Linked DNA regions of Danio rerio: region 2 is linked to region 1. A link is a contact called in public Hi-C data. All regions are on one chromosome and are shown on one strand. The core of a region is the stretch at or near the end of the contact, and the rest is flanking DNA. Distances in the headings are between cores, read along the strand shown. Region 1 holds the start of tmub1 (transmembrane and ubiquitin-like domain containing 1). Region 2 holds the start of tmem53 (transmembrane protein 53).

Region 1 (5,889 bases), core at 622-3,121:
TGGATTATCGCAAAACAAGACAAAATTTTCATTACAGCGATTACATGGCAGGGTACGTTATTTATATTCTCCTAGATTTTGTACAAGTTGTGGTGGTGTTTGTATCTGATTTTTATAGAACACTAACATATTTATACTCATAGCTAGGCCTTTTTATAATCTTTATTGATGCTGTCAAACTAATTATTGCGTTCAAAAAGTTTGTACACATAAATGTTGATTACCAATGTTGCACGCTGTGATCATCAATCGTCATTAAATGTGAATGAGTTTTACAAGTTTAAAACGTTTTTAAACGGTGCATGCTTGTAAAGAATTACAGTGATTTTACCGTCTTTATCACCACAGCCGCATGTCAGCACAATTATAAGGTTTATTTTGTACATTAACATAACAGATATTCATACAGCAGTGTATATTAATGTGTATCCTGTCACATTTGCGTGCAAAAACAGTGCAAAGTTAAATGCAAATGTGTCCGCTGTGCATGTGACTCACCGAAAGGCTTCAGTTAACTCCACAACAAATACATCAAATAATCATTGGGAAAGTTCTTATTGTAGTATTTCTCACAAACATTACAGGAGATCTGCTTCATGTCTGTCACTGTGCTGTTTATCTGACGCAGCTGAGTCGAAGATTGAGGCACACTCTGACAGGCACGTGGGAACGGTGGGCAAGGAGAACTAGCATTAAAGGCAACATTTTGTTATGTGTTCAGAGCATAAAATTATTATATTCTGAAAGCTATAATAAATAATCTAATGAGTGTTTTGAGCTGAAACTGTACGGACACATTCTGGAGACACAAAAGACGTATTTTAGATCTAAAAAAGGCTTAAAATAGGCACCCTTTGAGAGAAAATTAAACATTTGAGGTGAACTACACCTTGGTCTGACATTCTCCATCAGTTTCCACTCTCGTAGCATCTCATCCCATGCAAGTGCAATAAAGAGTTTTCATTCTGACAAATTTTTATTTTCCTGTTCCTCAGAAAAAGTCATGACTCTAAATGGGAAAATTGAGGTAAAGTTGGTTTTATATTCCCACATTCTGACTTTTTAATTAATAATATAACTTCAGAAACGTGTTCTTTACAAATAAAAATTGAGAAATCATACAAGCAGACAATGACTATCAAAGTACAGCATTGTTCACACAGTCAAATAAATAGTGCTACTGCTGTTGTGAAGTTATACCTGCATGTGATTTCAGACCCAATAATCAAAATACCATGGTAAATGATATAGGGAGCAGGTCACAAGATGTCACTACAGCCAACTTTGCCTCAATCATGAGAAAAGGGTAACACTTCACATTACCGAGTGAACTGAGCGTTTAAAAGTCACACTCTTTCAGTTAACCATGTTAAAATACACAAGCGTGCTCGCACACGAGAATGACAGGTGAATTTACACGTCTCAATCGACAAACGTAAATGTTAAGGTAATCAAACAGATGTCAACAGCCACGTTTCTAGCACATACAGAGAAAAGTTTAAAGTAACTATTATTAACAAAAAAGACACTCTCTCGTGTCTTCTGCCATCAGTTTTGTGCTCAACAGCATGAAGTGTGTGTGTGTTTGTAAGTGACGCTCTGTCTGAAGGTAAAGCAGGTGAGCGCTCGCGTATCGCTAGAGCTGCGAAACAAGCTAAAGAGCCGCCAACACGAGCTGAACAGCTGCTTTCCTCGTGTGAATGAGTCCTCAAAACAAGTGGAGTTAAAGCTGTTTAAAGAAACTCTATACGACTCCAAAAATGGCTTACCGTTGACATTTCACATCGTATGATGGTCCATGATTCGCACCGTTTAACGTCTGCGCTTCCTGATCACTGGCAGGAGAGAACGATGCCACAACGGCGACTTCCGGTTTAAAAAAAAATTCTCCCTTCATAATAAAGGTTTAGAGTTTTTTTTTTTTTGGCACAAATCATTTGTCAACTGATAATGATGTAGACAATGTTATTCGACTTTACCTTTTAATTTCTCATTGGTTTATACTGATATTAAGTACACATAAACTGACCAATATAATTTTGTACGTAGAAAGTACCAAAAGGCATAGTTCAGAGACATAATATGACAGAGATTTCATTCTACACGTTCATATCAAAAACACAAATTTTGAGAAGTATGTTTAGGGTGTATACTTTGTATACCCCTAGGAAAATTAACCATGGTTTTGTCATTCGTTTTTGTTAGACTGATTATCATAACCACAGAGGGTCTTTCTATCATGGATAAAACATTTAATGACAATTATATTAGGACAATCCTAACTGCAGATAAACAAGCTTTCCCTTCATCCCTCACCCCCAAAAAACTGGTCAGATTATAAAAAATACATCATTCCCAATAAAGTAAAAGAAACTTATTTTAACATAGGTAAATTTTACATACTTACATATTACATGGTTATTATTCATGCAATAATTTTATTAGTAAGTTTAAGGAAGGTTTTTCACTCTTGTGTTGTTTTTGTAAAATGGAGCCGGAAACATTTCTCCCTTTATTTTTCAATTGCAGTTACACAAAATGGCTTTGGTCCCAAGTTTGCTTATTAATTTTTGAAGCGTATTAAAAATTTATTGATATAACTGAAAAAAATGGCTGCATAATACCGTGATAGTCATAATAATTAATTTTATTTGTAAATGGCGCCTTACAGCAAGCATCTACAGCCATAACAGAACAAATTAATACACAAAAACATTGCCAAACAAAATTTTAAATGTATGTACAGAGTTGCAGGTACAAACACATCATGAGTATAAAATAACAGGATAAAAGATAGTCAAAGGAAAGCCTGCTTAAAAAGATGGATCTTAAGATTTAAAAGTGTGTAAACTATCACGGCTCCTTAGATCCAGGGAAAGCGAGTTCCATAGTTTATTAGCCGAGGAGCTAAAATATCAAACAATCTTTGTGCTTAATCAAGTGCGAGGTGGCACCATGAGAAAGAATTTATGGATTGCAACTCTGGATTATTGTAAATGAACAAAATAATAAAAAATCTTATTTAATTAGGAAAGTAACACATCCACAAAACAAAATGTATGCTCACTGTACCAAACTGTAAACTATTTTTCATTGATCTAAACATTTTTTATGATTCCCTGACTTCTATACAGAGTAATTCCAATGCTTTCAAGACATTCCGACTGCTGAAAATAATATTTAATGTACCCGTTTCATTTTGTTGTTAATTCCCTTGTATACTGTTTTATGTATAATTCTGTATTCCCCTTTTTAATAAAAAAATAAATAAAAAAAGAACCAGTTTTGCTACAAAAAAGGTTTAAACTATTATTAGTGTTGCAAAACCACGACTATTTGTATTATTTTACCATGGTTAAAGTCTACTTTTTTCTTTCAGTAAAACCAACATTTTCATATGAAAAACAAAATCCCCTAATTATTATTTACCACAAACCTTATTTAATTTTTACAGGGTCCTTACCAGTGATCATATTTTTGTACACGATATTGGCTGATCAACAACCTCATGATCCAGAATGCTGACTGAGATGCACTCTTTGTGTACTGAAGTAAATAATACAGAATTGTGATGTTTGGGTGAAGATCAAGTAAGTTGTTGACATGTTAAATGTTGAGTAAGTTCTCCACAGTGCTGTGCCAAAGCTGTTTCTGCGGTTTTCAGACCAGATGAACATGCATTGCTCTTTATGTAGTTATTGCTTGTTTTGTGCAACACCTTCGCCTGAGGATGTCATTTTCACTGTCTGTCCTTCACACACAGATGCTCGGATGTGTCGAACACTATAAGATGAAGTCAGAGCTGCCAACAACACCTGATAAGACAGTGTAAAACAAGCTGAATGCATAATGTTGGAGAGGATGACATTAATCTCCTTGCAGAATTTATTTTCAAGCCAATTATCTAAAAAAAGGCTGTTTTATTATATTATATTATATTATATTATATTATTGTTAATTTTATATAATTAATATATAATTGTATTTTAATTTTAAAACTGTCCTAAGGAAAGAATGAGTGTTGTTCAATAGTTTAAAGACAACTTTCGTAAAATGTTTGGAGAATCATCATAAATAATCAAAAACAAATTATGAATAAATAATTTCATTAATCAAAAAAATCTAACTTTAAGTTATACAATAATACTAATTATAAATTATAATACAAATAATATTAATTTCACACATTGTAAATTGGGTATTTATACAAGAAACTCTATATTTCTAAAATAAATAATAATTTTTCATTTTAGGATGGGTGTCCCTTGCATGCGTATGATCATATTTGGGGTTCCGTGACATCTTAAAGGTTCTGTAAGCATTTTGTTCTTTCTTTAAAATAATAAAAAAAAAACAAATAAGACCATTTAGATTTTCTGCTTTTTCCTTTTTAATAATCTTTTTCTTATATAGACATTTCAATATGTATATATAAACAGACATTTCAATCCATTTCCCCACCTGTTACCCAACACGCAGTCATTCACTCACACAGTCCCCTTACATACATTTCCCATAATAAATTACCTTTCCCTCTAAAGAAAGAGCCAAGCAAATGCACACAGAGAAAGTGGAATATGGTTGACTTGCACAAAATACATCATCCATCTTAAGAAGATCTGATTTAGGATCTTTATGCATTTCATATAGAGCATCTCATTTTATGCAGATGTAAGCAAGGCCTTGATTTAGCAAACTTCCATGGCTTTAGTCGAAACATCCTATTCAAAACTTACTTATTAAAAGAAACTATGATATTATATAAACATCACACTAGATCGCTGCCTGACAAAACAAGAATGTGACAAATCCATCTGGATTCCATTGATTAAGTCTTTTTCAAATGATGAAACTATTTAAATCTTTAAATCGCAGATAAATTTCAGTCGTGTTTTCATAAAAAGCTTTCAGCTTGTAATTTCTCTCAACATCCATATTCTAAAGGCACAATCTAAAAATGCAACATTCTCCAAACAAGAGAGATGAAAACATTATTTAACTATCCTGCAGTCAACTTTGTGCATTGCTTTCCCCGTTACATGACCCCAAAGCTGTCAATCACTTTGAGAAAATAAAATGTATAATCACAACCCATTCCTGCATATAATAATCCTCAATTCCAACCTTCTCCACACAGCTCACATCCTAAGACTTTAAAGAAACATTCCACTTAGTCCTTAAAGAGATAGTTCAACCAAAAATGTAACTTTACTGGTAAGTTACTGGTTTTTACTGCTAAGTTCATGGATTTAAAGTGGTTTGAGTTTCTCTTTTCTACTGAACACAAAAGAAGATGTTTTAAACAATCTGTATAGAAACCTTTAGCCATTGTCATCCACAGTAGGAAAAATAAACCCTACGGAAGTCACTGGTTACCGTAAAAAAGAAACTCGAACAGGTTTGTAAAATGATGTAATTTGATGTGCTTAAAGTTGTGTGTCAATTATTGATGTCAATTTTCTTTTCTTTTTTTTTTGGTTGAACTCTCCCTTTAATATAGCTTTACATCCATATTTGTGCACAAACCCTCAATTCTTTTAGGTTTAAAACCCAAGAGCAGCAGTGGTCGTGGCAGCAGCGTCTGAAATACTCCTCATCCATACACTATTACTCCTTACACTTGCCCCAAAACACCAACTTAGTGCCTCCGTCAAAGCTTACACCTAAACACACCAAAATAACAGTGAGGACACAAAAGGGCATGTGGGAACACCACAAAAACTAAATAATTAACTGCTGGGGAACATATAATTATAATAATAATAATAATAAACCACCCACTTTTTTACCCCTAAATACACCAAAACAATCACTCTGGACAAAGTATAAAGCATCTGAGAAGTGCTGCTGCTTTTTTGTGTGATGTTTCTCAGAATAAAATGGCTCTTG
Region 2 (6,084 bases), core at 2,222-4,721, 270 kb after region 1:
TTGTTCCACTTCTCTTAAAAGATTTATCTTTACTTTTTGTACACAACAGATATACAACACGAAAACATCAACCTGCTCAGCATGAGCCATCACTCTTCATGGAGAGGGCATCACTGTGCCCCTGGAGACATCAACTGCACCGCAGGCTTTAAGGAATCTTTGGGAAGCAGAAACTACAAGTTGCTCCATGTGCCTGTCCATGGGCCAACCCACAGCCACCACCATGATCCTCCACACCCTTTCCCCACCGTGGATGTTCCGGATCATGCCCACTACATCATCGGCTCTGTTATCTTAATAGTCGGCATCACCGGAGTGATTGGAAATGCACTGGTGGTCTATGTATTCTGCCGGAGCCGTACTCTTCGCACCGCTGGAAACATGTTTATAGTGAACCTAGCTGTGGCTGATTTCTTAATGTCCGTCACCCAGTCTCCTGTGTTCTTTGCAGCCAGTTTACACAGGCGCTGGGTATTTGGCGAGCGCCCTTGCGAGCTCTACGCCTTCTGCGGTGCCCTCTTTGGAATCTGCTCCATGATGACTTTGACCGCTATCGCTGCTGATCGTTGTCTCGCCATAACTCAGCCTCTCGCCCTAGTAAGCAGAGTTAGCCGACGCAAAGCTGGAGCTGTGTTGGTCGTTGTGTGGCTCTACTCCCTGGGTTGGAGCCTTCCGCCTTTCTTTGGCTGGAGTGCTTATGTCCCTGAGGGGCTTCAGACGTCTTGTTCTTGGGATTACATGACCTTCACCCCATCAGTGCGTGCGTACACCATCCTCCTCTTTGTTTTTGTATTCTTCATCCCACTAGGCATTATAGGCAGCTGCTACTTCGCAATTTTTCAAACAATCCGAGCAGCGGGGAAGGAAATTCGAGAGCTGGATTGCGGGGAAACGCACAAGGTGTATGAACGCATGCAGAACGAATGGAAGATGGCGAAAGTCGCTCTTGTAGTCATTGTGCTTTTTATTATATCCTGGTCGCCCTATTCTGTGGTGGCTCTCACCGCTACGGCTGGTTATTCCCATTTCCTGACTCCCTATATGAATTCAGTACCTGCTGTGATTGCCAAGGCTTCAGCCATCCATAATCCAATCATCTACGCCATTACGCATCCAAAGTATCGTGTGGCTATCGCCCGTTACATTCCGGTACTTCGTCCCATCTTGCGTGTGAAAGAGAAGGACCTTCGTTCCTCTTTTAGCTCTGGCAGTGTTAGTTCTCGTCGTCCAACCCTCACCAGTCAGTGCTCTTTGGGGGTTAGCATGGGCAATGCTGCACGAGCTAATGGCCGCTGGGGGAAGACGCGATTGTCTTCTGCCTCTGATAGTGATTCTTGCTGGACTGAGAGTGAGGCCGATGGTTCCAGTGTCAGTTCCCTGACCTTCGGTCGTCGTGTTTCCACAGAAATCTCTACAGATACTGTCATTCTCTCATCTGGATCAAGTGTTAGCAATGCTAGTGGGCAGAAATCTGAGAGGGCACACAAAGTTATAAGTGTACCAGTGCCGTCTATTACTTTTGAAACGGATGCAGCAGACGGGGAATCTCTGTCTGATGGGAAGGCTTTGCTTGGAGGGAACTAAAGAAATGATACTGCACTTCGTTTGATTCTAATTTCCTTAGTAGTAGAAACAGTAGTACTATTAATAGTAGTACTATTATTTTTGATTCTGAATATATAATCTTATATTTTTCTTCACTCTGCACGTTGTAAGTAAAGCCCTGGTCAGATCACACAAAATTGTTGCGACTTCCTTGATGTAGGGTCTCGTGGGGATTCTAAATGACAAATAGGCGTTGTGACTCAAGATTTAACCGTTTCTCTTGCGTAATGTTGCATAGTTCACGACAACTGATACATGCCTGCAACGCCTTACAACACAGAAAGTCTAGCATGTTTAATTTTTTCTCATTCTTTATGACGAGTTCTGTCACGTAGATGACACTGCAATAAGACCACATCATTTCTTGTTTATATCAGTGGGTGCTGCCGTTAATGCGCCGATAAGGTAATCAAAAAATAGACTGCATATTTACTTATGAGTGGGTCACGGGTGGATAAGATCAATCGTTATTGGTTATGCAAACGTTAACTACCTTTTCTAAAATATTAAGGTGTTTTAAGCAATTTTATCTGACAAACTGGCACAATTATGCAGACTTCTTCATTCTCACAACGAGTTTCTGAGTTCTCTCATCCTTCCAACAAACTTTGTTCTTCCGAGGTAATCTGGAAACATGTTTATCTGCGAATACATTGTAAAAGCATTTCCTGCTTATTCAAATTTGTCATTAACAGTGAAAACAGTTTAATATAGGTTTCTCTAAAACTGTGAATATTTCACTTTAATTTTATTTAGGCTAGATTATTATTTTATTTAACAAACCAACACAATATCACGGCAATTCATGTTTTGAAGCGCTTCACCTCAGATGTCATTTGTTATTCTTGTTTATAGATAACTGACCGACAAAAGATTATTAAAAACATTAAAATTATAGCAAACGAAATTAGTTTCAAAAAGATTTTTTTTTCAAGAAAAATATACAAATTATATTTTTGTTTGTGCTCTCCACTACTCAACTATACGGGTGGATGATTTGTTTCACTCTGAGGAAAATAAGGATTTAATGAAGGCTTTACTGTGATTGTATCACATATTTGCTAATGGGGTGTCACGGTGGCGCAGTGGGTAGCACAATCGCCTCACAGCAAGATGGTTACTGGTTTAAGCACCCGCTGGGTCAGTTGGCATTTCTGTGTGGAGTTTGCATGTTCCTCCTGTAGTGTATATGTGTGTGAATGAGAGTGTATGGGTGTTTCCCAGTGATTGGTTGCAGCTGGAAGGGCATCCGTTGCGTAAAACATATGCTGGATAATTTGGCGGTTCATTCCGCTGTGGTGACCCCTGATTAATAAAAAAATGTGTGATTTGACCTGGGCTTATCTTGTAACTTGGTAGTTTTTTTTCAATTAGTGTAGGATTTTTCTTTCATCAAATGTATAAATTTGTTTATTTGTTTCTATGCAATAAAATCGGAATAATCTAGATGTATTTCAAATATTTAAAAATTCTTGTTTGTATTTCAATAGTTTGATTAATGTATGTAAATGTTTGACATAATATTTATTTAAATAAAACAGCACACAAATATATCATGAGTAACCTTGCTTCATTTCTGATGTTTTTCATAATGTTCCGTTTTCACATTAATTGTTTAATTTCTTACTGTCTTTCTTTGTACATATTTCTATACTGACAAAAGCACATTTAAAATGTATGAGCTTCATTCCATTATAAAAAAATAACATTTCATAGATATTGTCGCAGAAATGTTAAATATTATTTCATTTCTTGCATGATCAACTTTTAGTAAATCTATTGTTGAAGGCGCCTTTGATTGACTTTTATTTTGAATTCGTCTGTCACTTGTAAATCGTGACCCGGATGTTGTATGTAACAATGAGACGCTGATGTTGTCTTGTTCATTCGTGCAGTATTATCGTGTGTGCTGTGTGTGTCTGTCCTCTCAGCAGCGCAACCAGAGTGAAACACGACACTCATTTGAAGTGAATTATTAATGGCAGACAGACGATTGTGGAAATAATTGCCAATATGGGGGATGATGACTTAGACTACAACATAGTTTTTTCAGAGGCACTGATCTCAGGTGAGAATGACAGCAGCACTGGTTTATCTTGTTTGACAGTAAATGCATGGAAGCCTGCAATCGATGATTATAACCTTGGTAGAACTGAAGTCGCTATATTGGAGAGCTGTAACAATACTTTTGGTGTGATTATCAGTGGATTCATGTTGTTTGGACACATTATTCATGTCTTGACAGAGAAACACTGGCGTGGATCGAAGGAGCCAGTCGTTATTCTGCTGGGCTGGGCGGGCAGCAGAGACAAGCACCTCGCCAAATACAGCTCTATTTACAACGAACAGGTGAAATAGTTTATTAAAATTTTTCAAAATATAAATATGTTAGTGTTTTTCTTTTCAGTTATCGATCATTTTGAACCTCTACCCTTGAAAGAGAAAGTAAACTGACTCTTAAACGCATTATCTATCTATCTATCTATCTATCTATCTATCTATCTATCTCATACACTGTTTTTAAAAAATAAAGGCATATTGACAAATGACTCGATGAAAAACATTTTCATTCCACAAAATGTAAAGGTTTTTTAGATTATGAAAATTTTCTTCAGTCTACTAAAATATTAAGGTAAAGTAGTTTTTTTATATTCGCACATTCAGAATTTCTTCTTAATAATATTTCAGTTAAGTATTATCTGAAAATTCTAAATAAGGAAATCCTATTATCAGCCAGTGACCATCAGAGTACAACATTGTTCACAGTCAATTAAATAGTGCTAATGTTGTTTTGAAGTCATACTTGCATGCAATTTCAGACCCATTATTCAAATTAACTTGATAAACAATATAGGGAATCCGTTAAATGAACGAATATGGTAATATAAAACCAACTTTGCCTCAGTTACAAAAATAGGATTCTTTGAAAAACTTTCTACTAAAAGGTGTAATTGCAGTGAAAAAAAACTTTTTGCTTCTTTGCTTTTACTTGTAAGCAAGTTTCATCTTTCTAATGTTTTATAACTTTGCAAAGTATTAAATTATAACTGAGAAAGCTTTATTAGAACTGTGATGTCAAAACGTTTAACAATAAGTGCTCATGGGTAGCTTAAATAATGTGTCGGTGCTTTTTGGGTAAGGTTTTCAATAAAATAAACACCAAAGTCCAAGGCACTCGAAAAATGTGGGGAATTTTTTTTTAAAAGCTATTCATGTCAATAAAGGCTTTTAACATTTTTTCCACATTTATCGAGTACCTTGGACTGACTTGCTGTTTAAAAAAGTTTTATGCAATGATAATTGTAATTAAATGTTTCACTCTTTTAACAACTAGGACAGTAGTAGGAAAGTACACCCCACTATAACTGCTGTAATGATGACCCGATGACTCAAAGGAATTATATCACTTTAGGAACTTTTTTTTAAAATCTAATAATGAATGTTAAAAACATTGACCGCCAATCAGCCTCTTGTTTATTTTAAACCCACCATTTTTTTATTTTGTTTTATGATGTAGAAAAAGTTATATACGTTTCACAAGTGTGCAAAATATGCCTGTTAAGTTTCAGCTCAAAATACCTCACACATATTTTCTATAATACCATAATCAAAATCATATCTCTTTAAATGCAAATACACTTCTTCTCCCTGCCTTCCATTCTTAATAGATACAATAGGGTATATGCAGAAAGACTTAATTTCAGTAACCAAGTTATACCGTTTCCGGTGAACTCTATGCCCTTACAAAATCGCCACGTTTAAGGTCTGTTTTTTTTAAAAACCAATGATCTTTACTGCCTGATTGATGTACAATAGAAAGTGGGTTTCAGAATGTACAAAAAGCACTGCATTAAATTATTTTCTCGACATGTCTTTAAAACATGCAGTGCTCAGCATAATAAAGTGCACCCCATTTTGAAAATGAATATTTGAATCCATTTCTCAGTGAATATAGGGAATGTATTTTAGTGCATTTAACAAAACAGATTTATTAAACAGATATATTTATTAAATTAACTTTTTAGTCACAAAACATATTTAGAAATTGAAAGACGATACAATTAAATTCAAGCAAAATATTGCTAAAAATTTGCAACCTACAAAATTTCAACAAAATATTTAAATTGTTTTGCTTCTCTTGATTTTTCCTTTTTTTATTTGTATTGAATATTTTTCTATAGCATACATTTGGGTGTACTAGTTTTTGGACCGTTATCGTAAGTTGTTTTGTTAGATAACCTCTAGATTTGTGCTAGCCTGCTGAACCTAATGGCGCAAACAAATTTTCATCTTGTTTTACACTTATATGCTTAAGACTATTTAACTGATTATATTTTAATTCACAATTAGCTGATGGTGGGAGGAAACTGGGTAAACCCACGCAAGCATGTAGACTTTGCACAATAATGTTGACTGGTCTGGTAAGGACTTGAACCAGTGACTTTCTTGCTGTGAGGCAACAGTGCTAACCAATGGGGC

Evidence for each region. A called contact is a pair of places that touch in the nucleus more often than the background predicts.
Region 2: a contact with region 1 is called in a Hi-C map of hematopoietic stem cells, with 3 times the contacts expected there. The contact joins the promoter of tmem53 here to the promoter of tmub1 in region 1. A contact is called at or near these places in 3 of 18 Hi-C or Micro-C datasets (caudal fin, hematopoietic stem cells and an unstated tissue).

Annotation. Positions count from the first base shown.
Region 1 is chr2:35,543,779-35,549,667 of GRCz12tu, forward strand. tmub1 (transmembrane and ubiquitin-like domain containing 1) reads right to left here and starts at 1,872. Exons shown (of 3, transcript NM_213298.2): 1 at 1,770-1,872.
Region 2 is chr2:35,814,287-35,820,370 of GRCz12tu, forward strand. tmem53 (transmembrane protein 53) reads left to right here and starts at 3,472. Exons shown (of 3, transcript NM_001002637.1): 1 at 3,472-3,673; 2 at 3,851-3,954. The coding sequence starts at 3,619. opn4.1 (opsin 4.1) reads left to right here. Exons shown (of 1, transcript NM_178289.3): 1 at 1-3,156. The coding sequence starts at 82. The coding sequence ends at 1,584. It also overlaps a transcript of pxdc1a not described here.